2 separate regions of the Muntiacus reevesi genome follow, and region 1 is linked to region 2. Evidence: chromatin contacts called from public Hi-C data. All regions are on one chromosome and are shown on one strand. Each heading gives the region's core, a stretch centred on a gene start, on an enhancer-like site or on the middle of the called end of the contact. The rest is flanking DNA. Distances are from core to core; before and after follow the strand shown. Region 1 holds the start of MRPS33 (mitochondrial ribosomal protein S33). Region 2 holds the start of ADCK2 (aarF domain containing kinase 2).

Evidence for each region. Hi-C and Micro-C count contacts between places; a contact is called where the count stands out from the background.
Region 1: a Hi-C map of blood shows a contact between it and region 2, with 4 times the contacts expected there. The contact joins the promoter of MRPS33 here to the promoter of ADCK2 in region 2. A contact is called at or near these places in 2 of 3 Hi-C or Micro-C datasets (blood and muscle).

Annotation. Positions count from the first base shown.
Region 1 is chr6:98,822,479-98,826,546 of mMunRee1.1, forward strand. MRPS33 (mitochondrial ribosomal protein S33) reads right to left here and starts at 2,469. Exons shown (of 3, transcript XM_065939624.1): 1 at 2,386-2,469.
Region 2 is chr6:98,560,106-98,564,274 of mMunRee1.1, forward strand. ADCK2 (aarF domain containing kinase 2) reads left to right here and starts at 1,812. Exons shown (of 8, transcript XM_065939498.1): 1 at 1,812-3,108. The coding sequence starts at 2,176.

The DNA of each region.
Region 1 (4,068 bases), core at 1,219-3,718, 260 kb after region 2:
GAGAAATAAGACAGTGGCACTGAATAGATGGCAAACTAAAAAGAGCAAAAACCTAAACGTGCTTGGTATTCATACGTTCTATATACAGACACATTTGTTCGTTCCTTGTCCTCATTTAATCATGCACAGGAGATGCACACCCCATGCAGCTGAACCTGTGGAATGGTATCCTCACGTACAAACACTGACACCCAGGGAAACACAGGGGAGGGGACCACATCTGGGAATAAGGAAGAAGGGACTCGCCAGGACTGTGGTCACGGAAAGCATCACAGGGTGCTCAGTCATCTCCGTGCCAGCCTTGGAAGGCAGCGAAGTACTGGGGCTCATGGCTCACGGATAATAAGGTCTCATTAGAATCCAATGGAGGGCTTCCCTAGTAGTCCAGTGGTTAAGAATCTGCATGCCAGTGCAGGGTTTGATCCCTGGTCTGGGAAGATTCCACGTGCCATGGGGCAACTAAGCCCATGTGCTGCAACTGGTGATCCCGCGCACTAGAGCCTGTGCTCTGCATCAGGAGAAGCCGCCACAATGAGAAGCCCGAGCACTGCTATAGAGGAAAGTCCACATGCAGCGATGAAGAACCAGTGCAGCCACACGAGAAAATACACAGAAAGATTTGTTAAAACAAAAAGAAGAATCCTATGGAAATGGTCCTATCACAAACTCCAAGTCCTAGAACTTTTCTGATGGAGAAAGAGAATAAGTCTTTCCAAACCTGAAACATTTACTAGAAACAAAGAAGCATTTGCTAAATAGAAGCAAACAAAATGGCTGTAACAATTACCAGTTACTGCTTTGTAGCCTCTTACAGAGCACAGACCTATATGTTCCTGATGAAGGATGGCATAAGTGCTAGGTAATCCTTTCTTTCATATAGACTAAATCATCTCAAAAGTTCTGCTGTCCATAAACACTGGTCCTGAGACTGGCAAACTGCTGCTCTTTACTAACTTTGATTTCTTTCTTTTTTTAACATTGGGAAAGCCTTACCTAGGACTTTTCAGGATTCTCTATGTCCCTTTACAGAAACTGTCAACTTTATCTTAAACACAAACAAACAAACAAGAACATGATTACTGTGTGAAAGACGTTAAGGTAAAAGGCAAGCAAATTAGATTTTTATCCACACGAGGCCACTTAAAATATCAAATTTTCTTTAAATGTGAACTAAATAAAACAGCATCATGAAGAAAAATTACCTGGATTGAAGATGCTAAGTAAAAACGAATTACTGAAATGTGCTGGAGCAAGACATGTTAAGCTCACAGGAGAAAATGTCCATATTTTTGCTTTAGCATATAAGGGTAAGTTTCTGTATCTTTCTGATAGGTCTGATGCAGTAAAAAGATCAGGTCTGTACAGTAACTGGCTTTGGATTATGTTTGCCTTTTTTCTTTGAAAAGTGTGGATGATGTGCAAGAGTTCTTCTGATCCATAGTCAGAGGCTTATCCATTGCGCCACGGGCCCCCTGCTGTGCAAGAGTTCTTAATCTGGGTATTCCTCAGTGTGGTGAATCTCGGGGAGCTGTATTTAGAAGCATATGCTGAAACGTGTGTGTGTGTAAATTCTGCTGCAGAGGCAGGCTTCTTAAAAACCACTGGTTAGTGGACAGCGCCAGCTTTGGAGTACAAAGGCTGGCTGGAATTTTGCCTTTGCACTTTAATGGTCTTATCGTGTTTGTAGTAGTATGTATTCTTTGCTTTCCTTTTCTCATCTACTACAGGACAGTTATACTATCTCACTGCCTTGCCAGGGTGACAGGCAGAAATCATGGCACAATGACTGACCGAATAGTCATCAGGCAAGGAAGTCGCAGACTGTGCACACGTGTTTCACACACACACATAAAACCAATCTAGACACAATGCTTTATTATTTTTAAAGCTTGGTGCTGATTATTTTACTGGGTCTCAGAGACATGAACGGCTCTGAATGTACGCCAAGCTTTACTCATTTCAACAAGAACATTCCCAACCCGCTCCAACTGCCTGGATCACACCTCCCTCCTGTGATGGAAGCAACAGTGTCAAGCTGGGCTTTTCGCTAATATATTTAAGCTGATACAACTTATCTGCATTACCCCCGACTTCCACACACCTAAAGCCGACTGATGAGCATAGAAACCGAGACTTGAATGCTGCCTGATCAGAGTAACTGGGCCGGAGAGGAAACTGCGCTAGAGCCCTTCGTTTGGTAAATTCGCCAAGTTAAGCAGAAGGCCAAACTGTTTAGATGATACCTGTTAAATCTCCGAGATGGTTAATGAAATAGACTTGTCCTATTCTTGGCGACTCTACAAGGTTGGAGACCCCCGCTCGGTCTCTAAAGCCATCGCCCACAACTCACTACAGAGCCCCGCTAAAAGTCACACACGGCCTTACCTACTCGTGACCTTCTCTCCTGTGAGCCCTTTTCCCGGAAGGCCGGCCCCCAGCCCGCCCCCAAGCGCCCGCCTGAGACTCCAGCGGAGAGCAGTAGAGAAACGGAAGCGTGGTGGCTAGAGAGGAGTCTTAGGGAAAGACCCGGAACGCTTAACGTCGTACCTGGCGCCTGCGCAGTGAGAACAGCGCCTCCAGGTGTGCGGAGGACTGACGGGCACGCAGGTTCAGGTGCGAGAGGCCTGGTTTTCATGGACTGTCCTGCAGGGTTCGCTAGTTGTATTTTGCTGGAAATGGCTCTAGCGCGGATCTCCCAGCCTCTGAAGTAGTGTTTATACGAGTTCGTTGTCGGGGAGAATGAAATGCGTTTTTTCTTTTTCTCGTTCCGCTTTGTTTGTGTGTATTTTCTTTCTCTTTTCATCCAGCTTAGGCCTTGACGTGCTCCAAGCGCACTGCTTGACTTTAGGGCCTGAGGAAACTTCTGACTCACCAGGAGTGCCATTCCCCTCCCTCCGGGAGGCTCTTCTTCATACCCCTTTGATGGGTTAGGGGCGCTGTTTGGAGCACTCTCTCTCTCTCTCTTTCCACCCAATCCCCTGAATCTTCTTCAGAGAGTAGACGGGGTGTCTGTCTGACTCCTCACAGTATTTCACTCCGTGAGAGATCTGCTTTCAAGCAAGCCACATAGGCATTGAACTGAAGCATTTGTTGAATGTTTGATAGTTCAACTGAAAACACTACTTATTTTCTGAGCATTATTCAAGGCCTGTCATAAATACTCTAAAAATGTACCCTGGGAAAATGCAAATCAACAGCGTGCTATATACCTAGATACCCTCTTCCCTTCTACAGAACGTTGTATTATTAACTTAGGTTTTGACTTCATATCAATATGTGCTTTAGAGTTTGTTTCTATCAAGTTAAGTTTTGACATACTATCAACCTATGATAACAAGTAGCCTTGTTAACTTGGGTCTGGCTTAAGAAGTTGTCCCAGGGTGTAATAGTATAGTATGTATAACTCAGTCCAAAAAATATACTGGGTAGGAATTTCACCTTGTCTTGGCTTGTTGGCTTCCCCTGAATATTGGCTGTTAGAAAGTTTAAAACCAAATTTGCAATGGACTCATGGCAAGAGCTATTATGTGTGTATTTCCATAAACAAATGTAAATCTTGTTGGCTCTGTTTTGTGTGTCTTCGATTTTCCCTTTTTTTTGACCTATTTATTAGTTGTGTTATCAGAATGTTTTGTGAATCTCTGTCAGCTATCAAAATTTTTCTTAAAACGTAACAAGGCTTGCAGGTGGCTGTGTACTCTGGGGCACTTTACACTATGACTCCTATTAAGTCAATTTCATAGGGATCATACTATTTTCTAGAGCCTGCTGTAACAAAATACCACAAGTTGGTGGCTTCAAACACCAGAACTTTATTCTCTCACAGTTCTGGAGACCAGAAATCCAAAATCAGTATCCTCGAGACAAAACCAAGATGTTGGCAAGGCTGTGCTCCTTTCTGAGGCTCTGGAATAGAATAATTTCTTTGACTCTTCCAGCTTCTGGTGGTTGCTGGCATTCATTGACTTATGGCCACATCATTCCAGTCTTCAAGGCCAGAATCTTCAAATAGCTCTCTGCTTCCTCTTTATATCACCTTCTTCTTGATGTGTATCAGACCTCCTACTG
Region 2 (4,169 bases), core at 562-3,061:
GTCTGTACATCTTGGGAAATGGGAGTTGGATTATTAGTTGGCAGTGCAGGAGTCCCCAAGTTTTCCTGCACTCCTTAGGCTGTTAGTGGCAGTCACAGTTCCAGCAGAAGGCATGGGCCACGTCTCCAGGGTCTTTCCACTTGTGAGTCCCTGGCAGACTTCTCTGGAAGGCTGTCACTCACGTGGAGATAAAGGGTCATGAATGTAGAGGTGACTGTGGTACCCCAGTGCAGGCAGCCTCCAAGTCCCAAAGAGCAGAGCAGAAGACCGCTGGCCTTCCCTGGCTGTCCTGGCTGATTTCCAAGCTCTGCTCCGCTCCTCTTTGCTTGGTAGAGCTATCTGGCCTTCTTCTGGTTCTTGACAGTTAAACAAACTCCCCCTGAACCTCACACCAAACACCTTCCTATTTGGGGGCTTAATTATTTCTGTGGCTGAATACCCTCCCACCCGTACCACCCTCCCCTCTTCTCCCAAGTAGCTGCCATCCTGGGGGTTCTCATTGCCCAAATTTTGGCTCTGTGCACCAGTGCCAAACAGAAATATGGAGACAATTATGGAGGAGAAGGAAAGAGTGGCTTTATTACTTTGCCAGTCAAAGGGGGAATACAGTAGGCTAGCGCCTCAAAAACTGTGCCCCCCTCCCTGGTAAACAAGGAGGGGTTATATAGTCTGGCAAGGGTACCTGAGAAGGATCAAGATGGTAACGTTCTTCTGCAAAGTTTCAAAAGGGTGAGGTTGCTGACAAGGTTAGGGTGTGCATCGGCTCGAAATGGTTAGGTCTCCTAATTCTTGATGGCCCTTTAATCTTGCCTCAGGTGGTTTCCTGGCTGCTCCTCCCTTGATTAGCAACTGTTCTGCCCTTTGGGACTCAGAGAAGGTCATGGAGGCTGGAGTCTTGCCTACAAGAAACGGGGGACAAAGAGACCTTCGTGTCCAGGAGACCCGCAGGGCGCAGCTCGGCATCGTCCCCATTGTTCCCTTTCTTCACGGTGGGATCTTCCTCAAAAGTGATGAGCCTACAAGGTCAGGATGTGTGTTTCCATGTTCCCAGGACCTTGCACGGTAGATATTATTGAGCCTCGATAAATATTAGATTGAGTTTAAGAAACATACTTGGTTGAATGAATGAGCACTCCGGAGCCACAGCCCCGGAGTCCAAACACGTTCTCCAAATCAGGGCAGCCTGGGAATCCCGCCGTCCAAGGACAACACCCCCCACCCCACTCCTCCCACCAACCCTCCCGTTCCCGCTCAATTGAAAACCAGACCTGTGTTCAGGAAACGGCTGTCAATTTACCCAACGTTCCCGCGTTTCCACGCTCTTTGTAAGGAAAGCTACCATGTCATTGGAGAGACGGACGCACAGTGGAGCGACTGGGTGTGGAGGGCGCGTTTGGGGTTAATTCTATTTGGGGGGCCCCAGGACCCGAGGGCCGGGTGGGTCTCAGCCGGAGTCTGGGTCGCGTTCGCTTTAAAGGGGCGGTTCCCGAGCCGGCGGGCAGGCGGTCCCGGAAGACGCGCGTCGCGCGGCCTGGGCGTCGGAATCCCAGCTCTCCGGCCCCCCCAGTCCCGATTCCTGGTCCTCCGACCCCCGACCCCCCTAGTCCCGATCCCCGGTCCTCCGCTCCGCTACCCTCCGCTCTCCTTCCCCGCCCCTGGCGCCCAGACCTCCAGTGCCCTTGGGACCTCGGCTCTCTGGAGCCCCCACCCGACTCCTCCCCACCGCGCGCTCGCGCCCCGGTCCTCGGCCGTTCGCGCTGCCCCCGCCCCCGGCCCCAGCTCTCCACCCCTCGCCTTATCTGGTTCTTCCTCACCCCCACCAGGCTCTCCGCGCCGCGGCCCTCCGATCGGTCCCCCTCGCGCCCCTCCGCGCAGCCCCGCTGCGTCCGGGCCCTCGGCGGGTGCACTCTGGCGCCGGCGGGCGTGCGCGGTGACCCTGCGGTCGCCGGGCTCGGTCTCCGCCCGCGCGGCCACCTCGCGCAGGTCACGTCCCTGTCCTGGGGACTGCACACGGGCGGCCAGGTCTGCGCGCCCCCTTCATCTCGCTGCTGCCCGGCTGTTTAGCGGAATATTCAGCGGAGACCCGGACTCATGTCCGCCTTGCGAAAAGAAGGAACATAGATGGGCCCTCCTTAAGTGGAGGCAGGCAGCCGAGGCCGTGACCTCTGGGAGAGGATGGTGACCCCCTGGCGCTTCTCTCTCAGGGTCTGCTTGGCGCACTTGAGAGGTTTTGCGCTCAGAAAGGAACTCGGCCTTCTGAGACCCTCTGAGGGCTGTCGCAAGGCTAGACTCTGTTGGCTTCTGCTTGGCACTTTGCCCAAGCTCGTCTCCACCTATGAGGACAGTGGCGAGGGGTCTCCGGAGGGCGTACGTCGGCCGAAGACCAGTTGGAGTGACCTGGCTGAAAATGGGCCGCTGGAGAGAGTCCCTCCGGAGGGGCGGCTGGGCTGGCTCCTCCTGCACGTGCGCATCTGGCTCAGAGCAGGGGCCCTCTTGGTGAAATTCTTCCCCCTCCTCCTACTCTATCCCCTCACCTACCTGGCTCCCAGTGTCTCCAGTCTCTGGCTCCACCTGCTTCTGAAAGCCACCGAGACCTCAGGCCCCACCTACATCAAGCTGGGCCAGTGGGCCAGCACCCGGCGGGATCTCTTCTCAGAGGCGTTCTGCGCCCAGTTCTCCAGGCTGCACGTCCAGGTCTCGCCCCATCCTTGGACTCACACCGAACACTTCCTGCGCCAGGCCTTTGGGGAGGACTGGGGGAGGGTCCTCTGCTTTGAGAAGCAGGAGCCAGTGGGTTCTGGCTGCGTGGCCCAAGTGTACAAAGCGCGTGCCAATCCTGCCTTCCTGGAGAAGGACAGCATCCAGAGACTGGCCACGGCCTCTAGACTGCAGCTCTCCTTGGAAACTGGGGCAGGTGGGGGGCTGGACAAGCTCCCTGGACACCTGGGGAAGGCGGGCAGGCCTCAAGAGAGTCTTGCCGACCAGTCATTTGTAGAAAGGCTGCTCTTCCCTAAAGCGGACCTGGTTGGATCCAATGCATCCTTGTCTCAGGCTTCAGGGCCCACCGGTGAACAGGAGCCAGATCACCTCGTCCCCGTGGCCGTGAAAGTAAGTGTTCTGATGCTTGCAGCCAGACCCTCCCATCTCTAAAACCTCACCAACTCCACGGAGCTACCCAGGTCAGGATACACCCCTTTGCAAATTACCCCACTTTGCCTTCCGTTGATTTCTTTCAGCTTGACCATTTTCTGGGTACCTGTGACACGCAAGCTGTTTGATTTCTTGGCTTGAAGGAGAGTGATGCGAATGGCCTGAAAAAGGAAGATGAAGAGGCTCTGGAGTTGGCTGTCTCTGCGGGGGGAGGACCCATCATCCATCCAACTCACCTCTTGGCTCTGGGGTCGGGATAAATGGGAGACAGACTAGGTTAGGTGTGCTATGGCGAGTCCAAGAGGGCAGTGTTCATTTTTACATCAGCTTCCTTCTCTTCATTTCCAGTCACCTCTGCCCGGCTCCATCATCTCTCCTCTCCACACCTTTCCATCCCTGATCCGAACACCCCCAGGAGAACTAGTGGATGCTTGTAGCCAATACCCTGGTGCTCTCACCCTCACAGAAAAATCCCTCCCAAGGGTGCCTCACTGAGGCACCTAATTTCCAAGGCTGAATCCTAATTTCCAAGGGGAGAGTCCGATCTGGCTTTTTTATAAATGCTGCAAATGAATTGAAACATCAGGCATGTTTAGGAAACACCTGTCCAAAGTATCTTGAAGTTTCCCTTTGCTCTGTGGGAGACTAAAGTAGTAGATGCCTGCTGTATACCAGGAAATGTGTCCCCTTAATTTAATCTGTAAGAGGTGCCTGAGGTGGGCATTTTTTTTAAAACAGGTTTAAAAAAATTTTTTTGCTTATTTACTTGGGTGTGCTGGTTCTTAGCTGTGGCACGCGGGATCTCCTTCTCCCACCAAGGGTTGAACCTGGGCCCCCTGCATTGGGAGCCCAGAGTCTTAGCCACTGGACCGCCAAGAAGTCCCTGTACTAGTTTTTCTTACATGTTTATTTACATTCCACTTTATTCTGAAAAGGATTTGTGGTGGAGGTAGAGGCTGTTATCTGCGTGTTTTTTTTTTTTTTTTTATCTGCGTGTTTTAAATGATGGAACAGGAAGC